3 separate regions of the Mus musculus genome follow, and all the other regions are linked to region 3. A link is a contact called in public HiChIP or PLAC-seq data. All regions are on one chromosome and are shown on one strand. The core of a region is the stretch at or near the end of the contact, and the rest is flanking DNA. Distances in the headings are between cores, read along the strand shown. Region 1 overlaps Bco1 (beta-carotene oxygenase 1). Region 2 has its middle 21 kb from the start of Gan. Region 3 overlaps Cmip (c-Maf inducing protein).

Region 1 (4,630 bases), core at 1,454-3,953, 230 kb after region 3:
GACTCTTGGCCCCAGGGATTGTACACAATGCTAAGAACAATAACTCAACAGCAGAGACATCATGGAAGCTGGTCGTGCTGGATCCCTCCCTTGGACCATTAGCTGAATATTTTAAATGAGAGCATAGAGCGATGGAGGCTTAGATACGTAGTTGGTATACGAGGCGGAAGGCGAGAGAGTATGCACACACTTGGCCATGTGAGAAAATGAGGGGATATGCATGAAGGAGAAAACACTCCTGAGTAGGAGAAGCCAGAAGTGCCAGGCTGCGTGCTGCAAGGCTCTGCCGACATCACGCATTTGGACAGGTGACGCTGTTAAGGCTGGAGGAGATCTGTGGTTGCCTGGGGCAACAGGAGAGTTTCTAGGACATGGTGGCTAAGGGGTAAAGAGGATGGGATTTCTCTAAGTCTGGTAAAAAATATTCAAAACTGAGGGTGGAGATGGATGCTCAACTCTGACTACACAAAGGACAATGAATTGAATGCTTTAAATGGATGAAGTCTATAGTGTGTGGATTATATCTCAATAAAACTGTTAAAAGGTGCAATTAAAATATATATGTACATGTGTGCATGTTTTGTATGTATGTATGTGTGTGTGTATGTATGTATGTATGTATGTATGTATGTATGTATGTGTCTGTCTGTCTATCTATCTATCTATCTATCTATCTATCTATCTATCTATCTATCTATCTATCTAATGTGTATCCGGGGAGACTGGAGTAAACACAAACACAGTGTTCATCTTGCATGGTGAGTTTAATGGGGATCATTCATTTGTTTGAGACAAAGGTCTGGCTATGTAGCCCAGGCTGGCCTTAACCTCCTCAGTGCAGGCAACACAACCTGTAACCACTCCAAGCCAGGTTCAAAACAAAACAAAACAAAACAAAACTAAACCTTTGCCTCTTTCTTTGTTTCTTTCTCACTTATCTATTCTTCCTAAACTTTCGACAGAACAGAGCTGCTTTTAGAAGAACAACAAAAAACAATTTTTTTCAAAGTACAGTTCAGGGCTGGGGCAGGGAATCTGTCACTCAGGGGTAAATTGCGTGTGAGGCTGGGGGTTCCATCCTTGCAAGCAGAACAAAGCAAAGCAAAGCAAAACGAAAAGGAAAACCCAGTGCATTGTGGGATTCAGTGTCAACAAGCATCAAGAGAAATTTCTGCCCAGATTCAGGGCTATCCAGAAAGCAGAGAACCCCCACCGCCAACCTATCCCCAAACACGGTACCTTGTCCACATGGAGGGGCACAGCAAACCTCCTGAGGGTAGGCACTGAGGTCAGCCTGGACTTCTCCTCGAAGTCCTTGTTCAGGTTGGCCAGGTAGAAGAGCTGATAGAGGCTGCTGTCCTCATAGGCGATCACATCAAACAGCACACAGCCGTCCTCCTCGTAGGCATTGACATGATGGAAGACCACCATGGGATCTGTGTAGAACTTGGTAGGCACAGGCTTCCTGGTCCTCTGGTCGATGATATGAATGTATGTCTAAAAGAAGACACCCATGTCAGCCCATGCAGCGTTCAGCTCACCCTCGGATATACCTGGTATGGTGACATCACAACACCAGGCCTGCCTTAGCTTAGGCCATATAGATGTCCCTTTCCCCATTCTGAGCTCTGTACCCATCTCAAACTGCCAGGTCGTGCTATTCACAATGGCCAAACTGCAAAATCAACCAAGATGTCCCGCAAAAGATGTTTACTTCTTTCAAACGTCTATGTATTTTTTAAAAGAATTATTTATTTTATGTATATGAATACACTGTTCTCTTCAGACACACCAGAAGAGGGCATTGGATCCCATTATAGATGGTTGTGAGCCACCATGTGGCTGCTGGGAATTGAATTCAGGCCCTGTGGAACAGCAGCCAGTGCTCTTAACCACTGAGTCATCTCTCCAGCCCCCAAGTTCTATATTTTGTGTATAGGTGTATGTGAACGGAAGTAGAAGACAGAAGGGATGAGCATAAAGCAGGTGATACGTTGGGATGAAAATATTGTGACTCTGCCACTTTAAATAAGTATTTCCTAATGAAAACGTAAGACAAGGGGCTGCGGGGGAGGCTCCCTTGATAAGGTGGTTATGGTCCAAGGTTGAGAGCCTGACTTTGATCCTTGGCAAACACGGGAAGAAGAAACAGGGAGTGGTGGTTATAATCCCCAGTGCTTAGGGTTGGGGCAGAGACAGGAGGACCCGTGGTGCCTTCTGGCTGAATAACCTAGCTGAATTAGCAGATCACAGGCCAGGTAGAGACACTGTTCCAAAAACCAGGGTGTGCGGTGTCTCAAGGCACAGCACGGGAGATTGATGTCTGGCCTCATTGCTTCAGCTTGAACACACATGCATGTGCATGGGTGCGTGCATGCTCGGACAGACAGGCAGGCAGACACACACACACCACATGCAAATACACCCAGACATACACAAGAAAGTAAACATGAAAACAAAACAGACTGCTGTCATCCTGACAGACAGGCAAAGCCTTCAGTGAATGGAGCAGGCCTGCAGCATTTCTGTGACATATAGGCCACAGGAGGGCAGCTCTGCCACCAAGGTGGCTGGGCAGCCTTTGGGGAGGGCGCCAAGAGAGCGCTGCTGTGGTTCCAGATAGGTTCCCTGGGAACAGTCATGCCGGTAGAAGGTCGGTGCCAGGTTCCAGCTGAGGCTGGAGTCCTTTGGTCCTCTCTCCCGTGCCCTGCAATGCAGAGCCTGCTTCCCAGGGCTGCTAGCTAAAGCCACCCACCCTGTCCTCAGGGCTGTAGGGGAGTGGACCCAGGATTGGCTAGGGAGCTGCATCTGCCCCAGGTGGCCTGGCTGTTTGTGACCAGACTAATATCTAATATCATCCTGGGCGATAATGAGCCATGTCTACAGGTCAGACGTTTGTCTGATACAACCTTTCCTTCCCCTCCCCCTCCCCTCCCTTCTCCCTCCTCCCTCTCTCCCTGTCCACTCCTTTCTCTGTTATCTCTTCTGGCAGTTCTGGCTAAACTACCTTCCTGAGGGAGGAGGGTGGAGGTGGCTTCTTTGGTCTGGTTGTTTCCTCCCCCCTCCCCCAGAGGCCACGGAGGAGAGCTGTGACGTCATAGGGCGGGGCGTGTCATCGCGGACAGGTAAGCACTTGAGTGATTGGTTTAGACAGTTTCTTTGCTGTGACTCCAGCCCCAAGCTGGACACTTGGATTTCTGAGCTTACTCCCAGTTGACTTCTGGAGCTTGGGACCCTCTGGTCCAGGGCCTCCCCACAGTTACAGATCCCAGGCTTCCTGGTCTCCAGGTCGTGGCAGTAGGAGAACCCCAGAGTCTCTGAAGATGTCTAGAGAGTGTATTCAACTTGAGTTGACTCCCCTGTTCTGTTCATTCACTCTACAAATACCGAGGCCCTTCTGATACTGGGCACTTCTTTGAGAACCATAGCGACTGTAATGTGAGCAGGATGGAACCCACGAGAAATATGAAATCTGGAATATATCAAAGATGAAGGGCACTCTCAAGAAAAACAAACTAGGGTTGGTAGCTAGAAAATGCCAGCCAGGGATTTCCTGCAGCTAGTGTTGGCATATCTTCTAGGCTCCGCCCCGCAGTTGCCTAGCAATAGCCAGGTCCACCTGACTCGCTATAAAAGGGGCTGCTTGCCCCCTCCCCTCCTCTCTTCTCTTGCTCTCTTAGCTTCTTCCCCCTCTGTCCCTTCTCTTCCCATTTCCTCCCCCACTCTTTCTCTGCGTGCTCATGGCCAGCCTCTCTCTCTCTCTCTCTTTCTCTTTTTCTCTCTCTCTCTCTCTCTCTCTCTCTCTCTCTCTCTCTCTCTCTCTCTCTCTCTGCCTCTCTCTGTCTGCACCACTCTATCTTATGGCTGGTACCTCAGGGGGAACGGTGCCTCAGCATGGGCCTGCAAAGACACCCCCTCCCCCCGAGCCTTCACCAAACATATCCCTGGCTTCTTTTTCTTTTTTATAAAGCACAGCAGATAGGTTCAGGAAAGAAGGCTTGGGGATCTAGACCAGTGAGGGAGGAAGCCATCTTATTCCCAGAAGAACAGAACACCAGGAGGCCCCTCAGCAGTCAGACATCAGAGAAGACACCCGGAATAAGCAAGGAGTGAGAGAGAGAGACACGTGTGAGGGAACTGAGGGTGGTCAATGGAGCCCTTGAATGCTATTCTGAGAAATTTCTAGAAGGGTATTATCAGTGGTGGACCTCATCTAACTCCTCCTTCTCCTGAGGAGACAGAGGGTGGTGTTAAAGAGGGTGGCTAGCCAGCATATTGGTTCCTATAAATGGAAGTGGGTGAGTATCCACAAATACTGACATGGGCAGCCAGTAGATGATGGTGACTTTATCCAGAATGGGGAGCAGAGAGGGAAAGAAGAGGGAGGGAAGATGGTGGGGAGTCTGGTGGGAAACGGATTTTTAAACAAATATTATTTTGAGATAAGATCTCAGGTAGCCCAGGCTGGCCTTGGACTTGCTGTGTCGCAAAGGATGACCTTAAACTCCTGATTCTCCTGTCTCTGCCTCCTCTGGGATTGCAGGCACACACCTCTACGCCCAATGTATACAGTCCTGGGAATTGAACCCAAGGCTTCGTGTATGCTAGGCCAGCCAGCACCCTACCAGCT
Region 2 (4,525 bases), core at 541-3,040, 210 kb after region 3:
CTCCCTTTTATAGGCCATGGAGTACGGATTGTGCTGCTCATATGTTTCTGGGTATAAGGCTATCCACTGGAGGAGCATAGTCAAGTACCAAGGGCCACACCCTGAAAGAAACCCAGTCCCCCTCCCATAGCAGCGGTCACCTGTCAATAGCTCTTCAGCTAGGGGTGGAGACTCATGATTCCCTTCATGATCCAAGCTGTATAGCTGACCAGATTAATCTTGTGTGGGCATTTTTTTTTAAAGGGAAACAATACTGGCCATCTGCATATCAGGCGAGGACTCTAGAATTTCATGCAAACCGACCCATCAGTAACAACAGGGAGAAATTCGAAATGCCTTAAAGTATAGGATGGTACATACTACCCAAGCTGCCACGTCCCAAAGAGGGGTAACATGCACCCATGAAAAGAGCATAGTAACCTGTTATGTGTTTTTAAGCTGGCATGTTGCTTATAAATAGATCGCTAGCCTGTAGACGCTGCACCCAAGCATAGAAAACACACCAGAACGCTTTCACTAGTTTTCTTTGGGTCTTGGGATTCTCGTTGTCTCTCTCATCTTATTTTAACCTAGCTAGGATTTCTACAACGAACACACAGAAATTTATAATCAGAGAACGCACGCACTCCTTCATCTACCTCCTCCCCTTTCTATGGCTCTTTCTTGGAACTTTATAGAACTTTGCTCTATACACGATTTGTTCAGGGATTCACATCAACCTCTACCTAGTCCCAAGCTGCAGCCTCCACCTGCAGGAGCGACCCCTTTGCAGATTCCGCAAAGGGCCTCCCAAGGGCCTCTGGAAGTCCCGCCCATCCTGGATGCTTCTTCCAATCACCAGGAAGAGGGATCCTCGCGCAGGGCTAGCCTGCCCGGATTCAGTGCAGCACACCTCACTTAGATCCTGTGGCCAAGAGAACGTTCTGCTTCTTGGCTGGGACTCAACCTAGAGGGATGACCCTGTGTGACAGTGGATATAAGTTTCAACTTCCAGAGGGGAGATGAGGTACTGAGGTCCCAAGGTGTCTCGTTGCTGTCACGTGGTATCAGATGCCCTCAGATGGTATTGATGTTGAAAGCTTTTCCATGTGTGTCCTAATCTGCCACAGGAAAGATTCTGGACACTTAGAAACCACCCAAGAGATCTTTAGACAGTGTAAGAAGAGGTCAAAGCGGTTTTGACTTAACCTGGACCAGCCGTCTGTTCAAAGCTTTGAGCCCAGCACCAGTAACTTTGGTCCCGAGGAACCAAGTATGGATCAATACTGCACACGTGGCTCAAAGGCATGAAGGTTTTTCCCGTGTTGATTCACCCGGGTGACACATCCAGCTTGTCTCAGCACGGGGCTCACACTAGGGAAATGTGTGGTAGACATAACAGACACCTGTTGCCTTTCCCGCACCTGACACTCGGACTTCGAATGCTCCAGGAAGTAGCTCTTGATGTAAACAAACCCAGAGATACTGCTCTCCCCAAACTTCCTGGTTGTTTGTCTTGCCCACCCACACACTTCTTAACCAGGAAGTCCCGGAGGACAAGGGAGATTGTTTTGTGGTCCTTCGGAGAAAGAAGAATGCATAGGGAGAGCTTTTAGCTAAGTGTCCTGGCCTGTGCATGTACGAAATGCAACAGGATTATAGAACCCTGGACCAGGCAAATCAGGTATCCTGTCGTCCATCTTCAGGGGATTTTTTTGAAACCGAGAGAACAGGATCTGGTGTGCTGGCCTCCCTCACCAGTATGGTATTCCAGCTGTCATCTTAAATAAGGTCAACAAACCAATGTTGTTTCCTCCCTGCAGAACTGGGCCCTTTCCTGAGATTAGGTCTGGCCACTGTTTGGCAACTGAGAACATGGGGGTGGGGACGCAACAGCCTCACATTCCTCTCTACCCTCAAACATTTAAAGCAGGAGTGGGTGAGTGACTGTCACATCTGTCACCTCCCTTCCGCTCCTGCCACCCAAACCCAGGTTCTGATCTCATCTCATCTCCTTCAGGCCACTGTAGCTGACATTTCCAACCTTCCAGGCCTGAAGGGCTGAGATTCCCAAGGGACAGACATGGTGGGGAAGGACTCCAGTGGTCTTCATGCCACCATCTACCCCATCCATGCTGACTGTAAACTCAGGGCGAGATGGGCACGGTGAGGAAAACAGACAGGGCTGATGAGACCAGGATGCAGTGAGCCATGAGCGGCAGGATAGATCAGGGACTTAAGGGAGAGGAATGTCAGTGGATAACTGTGTGTGGTCTATCTTCCCCAGCTCGCAGCCGCTCTTTAGGGAAATGTCTGTCTCTTGGGGTGGAGTTAAATGTTTGCTAGGGGAACTACTAACTCAGCTACTCATCCATTCATTAACAAATACTGAGTATCTGCATCGCACCAGGTGGTATTAAGGTGTTAGGAACAGAGCAGTGAATTTAGCAGTACTTAGCAGCCTGAGGGGTCTGCACAGGGCCAACTTCAAAAGATTTAACACAGCATGATTCACTTACAGGACCTTTCTTCCTCCTCCTCCTCCTCCTCCCCCTCCTCCTCCTCCTCCCCTCTTCCTTCTCCTCCTTTTCCTCCTCCTCCTCCTTTTTCTTGTCCTCCTTCTCTTCCTCTTCTTCCACCTGTCACTCTCTCAAATAAGGTCTTACTCTTTAGCCTAGGATGGCCTCAAACTCATGGCAATTCTCCTGCCTCAGCTTCCCAAATACTAGGATTACAGGTGTGAGCCATGATACCAGTTTTTAGATGAAATTTCTGAGATGACAAAATTCTATGGGTGGTGGTTGCCAGGGTGTAGGGACCAGAGGTTGGAGGGGCAGTCTCGTGAGGATCCTTGTGCTGATGGACCACGAAGTATATGGCGGTGAACAAAGGATGGTACCAGTTTTATATGAGCGGTAACACCAGAACTACTGACACACTCATGCACACACATATGCATGTATAAATTTAACCTGTGCTTTGGGTACCCACTAGACTCGAACAGTGAAGCGCCAATGACCATGGGGCTCCCAGCAATCAAGTGGGAAGCCACTTGGCTGGTTTCTGAGCTCCTCCATCCCAGCCATTGTCTTGCTTGGGGCTTTCCTTCTGCTCTGCTCCACATACCAGTCCACCTTGAAGTGCAAATAGCTCAGGACACCCCCTTTCCCTTCTGGGGGCTGATGTGGCTCTTGCTGGTTTTTCAGACCAGCCTGGCTTTGGTTTTCCACCCTGAACTGTGGCCCTTTTGCCATGGCTCATCCGGTCAGTGCCAGTTCAGTGACCCCCCCCTCCTGCAGAGAAGGAACCTGCAATCACTGATCATACAATAGGACTTCTTACAGGCCAGGAAGGGTGAAGTTCTGCAGCCCCACTTTATAGGCTCCGAAGAACTGGAAGACGCAGCCACATAAAAATCAAACAAGCAGCTGGGCGGTGGTGGCGCACGCCTTTAATCCCAACACTTGGGAGGCAGAGGCAGGTGGATTTCTGAGTTCAAGGCCAGCCTGGTCTATAAAGTGAGTTCCAAGACAGCCAGGGCTACACAGAGAAACCCTGCCTCGAAGGAAAAGAAAGAAAGGAAGAAAGGAAAGAAAGAAAATCAAACAAGCTCTCAACAGGCTTTCAAGGTGTTTTTTTTTTTTCTTTTATATTTTGCTACCCGTTGCATGGAATGACCACAGGGCACCATGCCCTTCTGGCCACATGACTTACAAACAGAGCATACCTGGGAAAGCCAAAAGGCCACATCCACAATTTGGTCCATTAGAAAGGATGGAGTGGATGGAGGAAGGAGCTGGGATGATCTCCCACCTTTTTTTCATGTTCATAGGTGCTTATTCCAAGAACAATAACATGGTTAATACAATTCTTGATTCACATTCAAGGTCTTTTTAAAGTGCATTTGCCTATACGTGTGTGCACTTGAGGACATGTGCATATATGTGTTAGACTGGAAGTGGACATTGGGTCTTTCCCTTCATCATGCTCCACCTTATTTTCCAAGACAGGGTCCCTCACTGTTTGCTGAGTAGGCTCTCTGGCCATCAAGCCCCAGGGACCCTCCTACCTCTGCCTCCTGAGAGCCTGGGATCTAGACACATAAGGCCATGTCCAGTTTTTATGTGGATAGCTATGGGGGGGGGGCAAGTGTCTGAACTCAGGTTATCTCACCAACCGATGTATTTTTCTCGTTCCTCAAGGTCTTTCTAAGAAAAGAAAGGGCTGCCTTAAATATACTAGAATTGGCTGGTAAAAACTTGCCTTTTCAACAAGGATTCCAATAAAATGGAACTCGAGCTGTCTCTGTGGTTTATTGTGGTATTTGAACAAAGAATAACAGCAGGATGACCATCTCCAACAACAGAAAGGCGCAAGCTTACTTACTTTTCCCGTTGCTGGGAGACGGTAACTAACAAAAGCTACTTAAGGGGGGATGGTGGTGGTTTATTTTGACCAGGGTACAGTCTATCATGGTGGGAAGGCATGATGTCAGGAGCATGAGGCAGCCGGTTACATCCACAGTCAGAAAGCTGAGAGGGGTGAA
Region 3 (4,651 bases), core at 1,448-3,947:
CAAGCCCAAGCAACGGGCCTGGATCAAATCTCACCGAAGACTGGTAAGCTCAGACACCTGCGGGACCCTTGAGGGCTCATTAAGGTAAGATCTGTTAGGCAAGCATGAGGACCCGAGTTCGAATCTTGCTCCCAGTCGGGTGTGGTAGTGTGCACTTACAATCCAGCACTTGGGGAAAGCAGGAACAGGCACAATCCCTTGGACTTAAAGGCCAGCCAGACTAGCCTACTCAACAAGTTCCAGGACAAAAAAAAAAAAAATCCTAACCTCCTCCTGCATGTACACACAGGTACACTCATACCCACACAACCCCCATGCTCTCTCACTCAAGAATGATGCTGGGGTCATCTCACAATGTCAGGGCTGCAGAAGAGGCTGGCATCAGAGTCACAACACTCAGGTGACAGTGAGGGCACAGCAGAGCTCCAGGTCTGTTCCTTCCTCCCAGGACACCTGGCCTTGATGTACAAGAGGGCCTGGGATCTGAAGGCCCATGTAGATGCTATGTCCCTACGTTCTACAACCTGTCCCTACCTGCCATCCATCCTGGTTTGGTTTCTTGGGCCTCAAATGGACAGACTTGAGGCTTTAGGCCCTGGAGACTACCTCCTTTTTCTTTCTTCTTCTCCTGCTTCAAATGAAGTGCTCCCAAAGCCCAACTTTTTCTTCTTAGAGTGATGCCTAGCCTTGCTATTCTATAAGCTACTGTTTCTGGCCATGGGGACCCTCTCTACCTAGCAAACCAGGGTGCTTAGAGATGGCTCCCAAAGGCCATCAGGCCAGGATTCGGCAGGAGCAGGGGAGGCAGGTGTCTTTCCCTTTCAAGATTTACAGTTCCTGCCACCTCATTTGTACCAAACTGCGTATAGCCCATACTGTCTGCCCCAGAACTGCAATCCAACCACACACCCCTCCCTGTCTCTCCAGATCTTTCCAGAGCTTAGGCCTTACCACACAGTTCTTCCCTGGGCCCAGGAAGCAGTCTACCTACCTGAGCCAGCCATTCTGCATCCTCTCTGCCTCTCGAGGCTCGGCACTGGCCTTGGCCTTCCTTCTACAGTATGAAGGGACAGGTGCCGGACTTGACCCAACCCCACATGACCGTAAGTGCCCCTACCAAACGGGCCTTTGCAGCCTGGTACCAGGTCCGCACTGTAAAGCAGAACTCTGCCACAGTGGGGTGCTTGCGGCCACATGGTGCAATCTGACTGACTTCCAGCAGCTATAGGGAGCTTGGAGCCCTGGAAAGGAGGCTTATGAGTCTGGGCTGCACCTTCGACTTCTGTTTTTCTCTAATTACACGGGCAGACTTATTGTGTGCCCTGCCTCACCATGCCCCATGGTTACAGGACTGGGCAGGGCAGGTGGGTACAGGATTGGCAACAGAACTTGTGCTTGACCACCTACTGACCGTCGTCCTGGATCACTGGGTGGCAGTCACAGTCTCCGTCTCTTTTTGGTCTGAAAACACTCCGAGGGCTGGATGCACAGGGCTTTTATTCCGTTCTGTGCTGTCCTGTCCTGTAAACATCAGCCATAGAAAGGAAGACAGGGACCAGCGAACAACTTGTGACTCAGATACTGTCTCTTCCTCAGCAAGCTCAGGAGCACAACCACCCTTGACCACATCCTCTCGTCCCCTCGCGAAGGGGACAGTGTACCCTGCAACCAACTATCGCCATCTGCACCAGTGTGAGCCAAGCACCCTGTCCTGCGGTCCTCCCCAACCCCAGACACACTACCACCATACCAACACCAGCAGCACCACCGCCGCCACCACCACCAGAGTCACAGAGGAAAATGGAGGGTAAGTCTGCTTTCTCGTCACTCAGAGAACCAGACTTTGGCCCCTTCTTCCTCTTCCCCAGAGCTCTAGCTCCTTGCCTATGGCTTAGTCAATAGAGTCCCCTACAGGAGTTTACAAAATATATGTAAGTTGCAAGGGATGAACGGGGAGTCTTTTATAAACCAAACTGAATGCTTTTCATCCCTGACTGTTGGCTGGGATGTTCCCCCGATGCCTTTACTCACCGTGAGCATCGCCACGTCCCACCCACCCACCCACCCACCCTCCTCGTCCCATTTCCTGCCAATGTAGGTCACGCTGGATTCTCCTGCGTTCCCTAAGTTCTGCCTCCGGTGAGGGTGTGACTCTGTCTGAGACAAATTTAGAAGTTCTCTCACCGGCGTGTAGGGACCCTGTGCACTCTCATTCAACTGACACCCAGACTGTAACCACAACTTGTAAGTCTGTTCAGAGATCTCCTGTCATGTGGGGTTAACAATCATGTCCCTTGTGGGTTCACAAGCAACCTTCACAGAGAAACAATTCCAAGGATAGCAGGGGCATGGTGGTGGTGATGGTGGGGTAAACAGAAACTGATCAGCCAGGTGTATGATAGAGCCCTACCTTCCAACTCTCTGTTTTGCCTGGCTGGAGCCCTGTCCCGTGTTCTCGTCAGACAGGTGAGCCCTCACTGCTTTGCACAATACAGGGATGATGGGTGTGTGAGGTCACACAGTGGGGACCACTGTCTTCCAGGATGAGAGAGGCAAGGAGCTGGGTGGGGAGGCCTCAGACAGGACACAGGAAAAAGAAGGGATTGTTGTCTGTGGCCTGATCCTGCAGAGGTCTAGGAGTGTGCAAGAGGAGGGCTCTTCAGGTGCCAGTAAAACGCTGTCTAAGGAAGGCCTAGGGAGCCAAGGGGCGTTGGTCAGTGTCAGTCGGCATAGAGAATGCAAAGCCTGATGAGTCACACTTGGATTGGCTACCTGGAAAACTCGGGAGTTGGCCTCTGTCTTGCAAAGACTCTGAAGAGTAAAATGCCACATGGAAATTACCCATGCCAGGGATCAGGAGTACAACCTGGGACACACATTCACACATGACACATGTTCACACACACAGACATGTGACACACACATATTTACACATAGCACGCATTCATATATGGCACATAGAAGGCACACATATTCACCACAGCACATGCATACATCATACACATTCATATGTTCCTCCACAAACATTCACCCATACCCCATCTACATACACATTCACACATGAGCATACAAAACCCCTCCACCCACATATTCACAGGCATACACAGAACACCCTACACATCAATATGCAACACACATGTATCAGTGTATACACACCACACCCCTACAAACACAAAACATGCACGTGTTTGTGTGCCTGTATCCACACCCCTAAACATATATACATACATGAGCACTCATGTAAACATGTCCACACCCTCTGTGCATATTCAGTTTGGACGCACATATACAATGTTCCACATTTAAATATAAGTGTATATCGCACACTCCCGTGTGTATTATAAATGTATGTGTGTATACACACGCACACAAATACACAGCTTCATTCACCTGAACTCATGTTTACATGTGAGCAAAGATTCCTTTGCAGAGGCCTGGCAGCCTGTACTGCACCCAGAGCAGAAACAGGGGCTTCCGGGATCCAAGCCATGACAAAGCAGAAGTGGTGTGGGGACACTCACAGCGCCTGGAAATGCTCTGCTCACCAACAAGTAGGGCTCACACGCTCAAGGCACACGCCCAGAGCTCAAGCAGCACCTTGTCATCTCTGAAAGCCCTCACACGCCAGCATCACCTCACACAGCGCTGCAGAGACTCGGCTATAAGAACCCCTCCTTTTCCACGCCTGTGACTTCTCACCCCTGGTGCCACTTAAGAACCAACTTCCTTCTCTCGTGTAAAAGACACTCACACAGATTCAGGAGCCCGTCCTCTGTAAATCCGGATTGATTGTGCCGGGACAGAGCAACCAATGAGTCCAAAGAATACGATGACTGGGTGGGGGCAGCTGACCCTGCCGAGGCCGGTACTTAATTCTACCCAGGACCAATCCAGGGAACCTAGGACTACATGAAAGGAGAAATGGATTCCCTGACTGAGGCTTGTTTACACTGTTCTTGTGCTGGGTGGGTGCGATTTAAAAGCTCCTTAAAGTAGCCGCATTCCGCTAAGATGGGAAGGTGCCTTCCGGTCAGTGTGGGCTATACTAGTGGTAAGAGCCAAGCCTGCTTCCTCTTTAGGAAGAAAGCAGAAGTGGAGATGGAATGTCACTGAGGAGACTCGAGGGGTCACAACAAGGTGGCAGGAGTCAAAATCTCACCCCCACCCCCACCCCACCCCTCCAGGATCTTCACTATGTAGTATGTCCCTCTGGCTGTCCTAGAACTCACTATGTAGACCACACTACCCTTGAACTCTATCTGCCTCTGCCCCCCAGGGGCCAGGATTAAAGATGGGTGTGTACTCCCAACACCCAGGGGGTCAATTGCATAAACAATGAGTCAAGGTTACTTATTTCCTGAGACAGAAAGTAAAACAGGAACCTGTCTTTCTCAAAGAGAAGGTGGCCCACCTAGATCCAGATGGAGGTTTCAGACAGCGGATTATTTTATACTCACCTCAACTCTAGGTGGAGAAACTGAGACACTGAGGGAGTGACTGGTTCATCCGAGCTCAAGGTCAGACACTCACCCCAAGATTCTGACCTCTGCCTCAGCACGTCCAGTCCCACTGCCTCACCGCAATGAGGTACCCCACACATGATTCACAGAATCTAGGAGGCCAGGGGCAGAGTTCTGGGAAGCCCTGAACA

What was found. HiChIP or PLAC-seq counts read pairs in DNA pulled down with a chosen protein or histone mark.
Region 1: a contact with region 3 is called in a FOXA1 HiChIP or PLAC-seq map of pancreatic cancer cells. The contact joins two enhancer-like sites. A contact is called at or near these places in 2 of 115 datasets of contacts at active chromatin or transcription factors (embryonic stem cells and pancreatic cancer cells) and 1 of 9 other capture datasets (adipose tissue).
Region 2: a contact with region 3 is called in an HNF4G HiChIP or PLAC-seq map of pancreatic cancer cells. The contact joins two enhancer-like sites. A contact is called at or near these places in 1 of 115 datasets of contacts at active chromatin or transcription factors (pancreatic cancer cells) and 2 of 9 other capture datasets (adipose tissue and liver).

Annotation. Positions count from the first base shown.
Region 1 is chr8:117,114,259-117,118,888 of GRCm38.p6, reverse strand. Bco1 (beta-carotene oxygenase 1) reads right to left here. Exons shown (of 11, transcript NM_021486.3): 7 at 1,240-1,497. Among named protein-coding and RNA genes, the nearest start is that of Bco1, 21 kb to the right of the region's middle. Within about 2 kb of position 2,703, at least 77 of the 459 cell types and tissues checked have an H3K27ac peak or open chromatin away from gene starts, as enhancers often do. A contact at or near this core is called in pancreatic cancer cells, where this site is marked.
Region 2 is chr8:117,134,371-117,138,895 of GRCm38.p6, reverse strand. No RefSeq gene overlaps it. Among named protein-coding and RNA genes, the nearest start is that of Gan, 21 kb to the left of the region's middle. Within about 2 kb of position 1,790, at least 35 of the 459 cell types and tissues checked have an H3K27ac peak or open chromatin away from gene starts, as enhancers often do. A contact at or near this core is called in pancreatic cancer cells, where this site is marked.
Region 3 is chr8:117,342,592-117,347,242 of GRCm38.p6, reverse strand. All of the region lies in intron 1 of Cmip (c-Maf inducing protein), which reads right to left. Among named protein-coding and RNA genes, the nearest start is that of Gm51554, 30 kb to the right of the region's middle. Within about 2 kb of position 2,697, at least 38 of the 459 cell types and tissues checked have an H3K27ac peak or open chromatin away from gene starts, as enhancers often do. A contact at or near this core is called in pancreatic cancer cells, where this site is marked.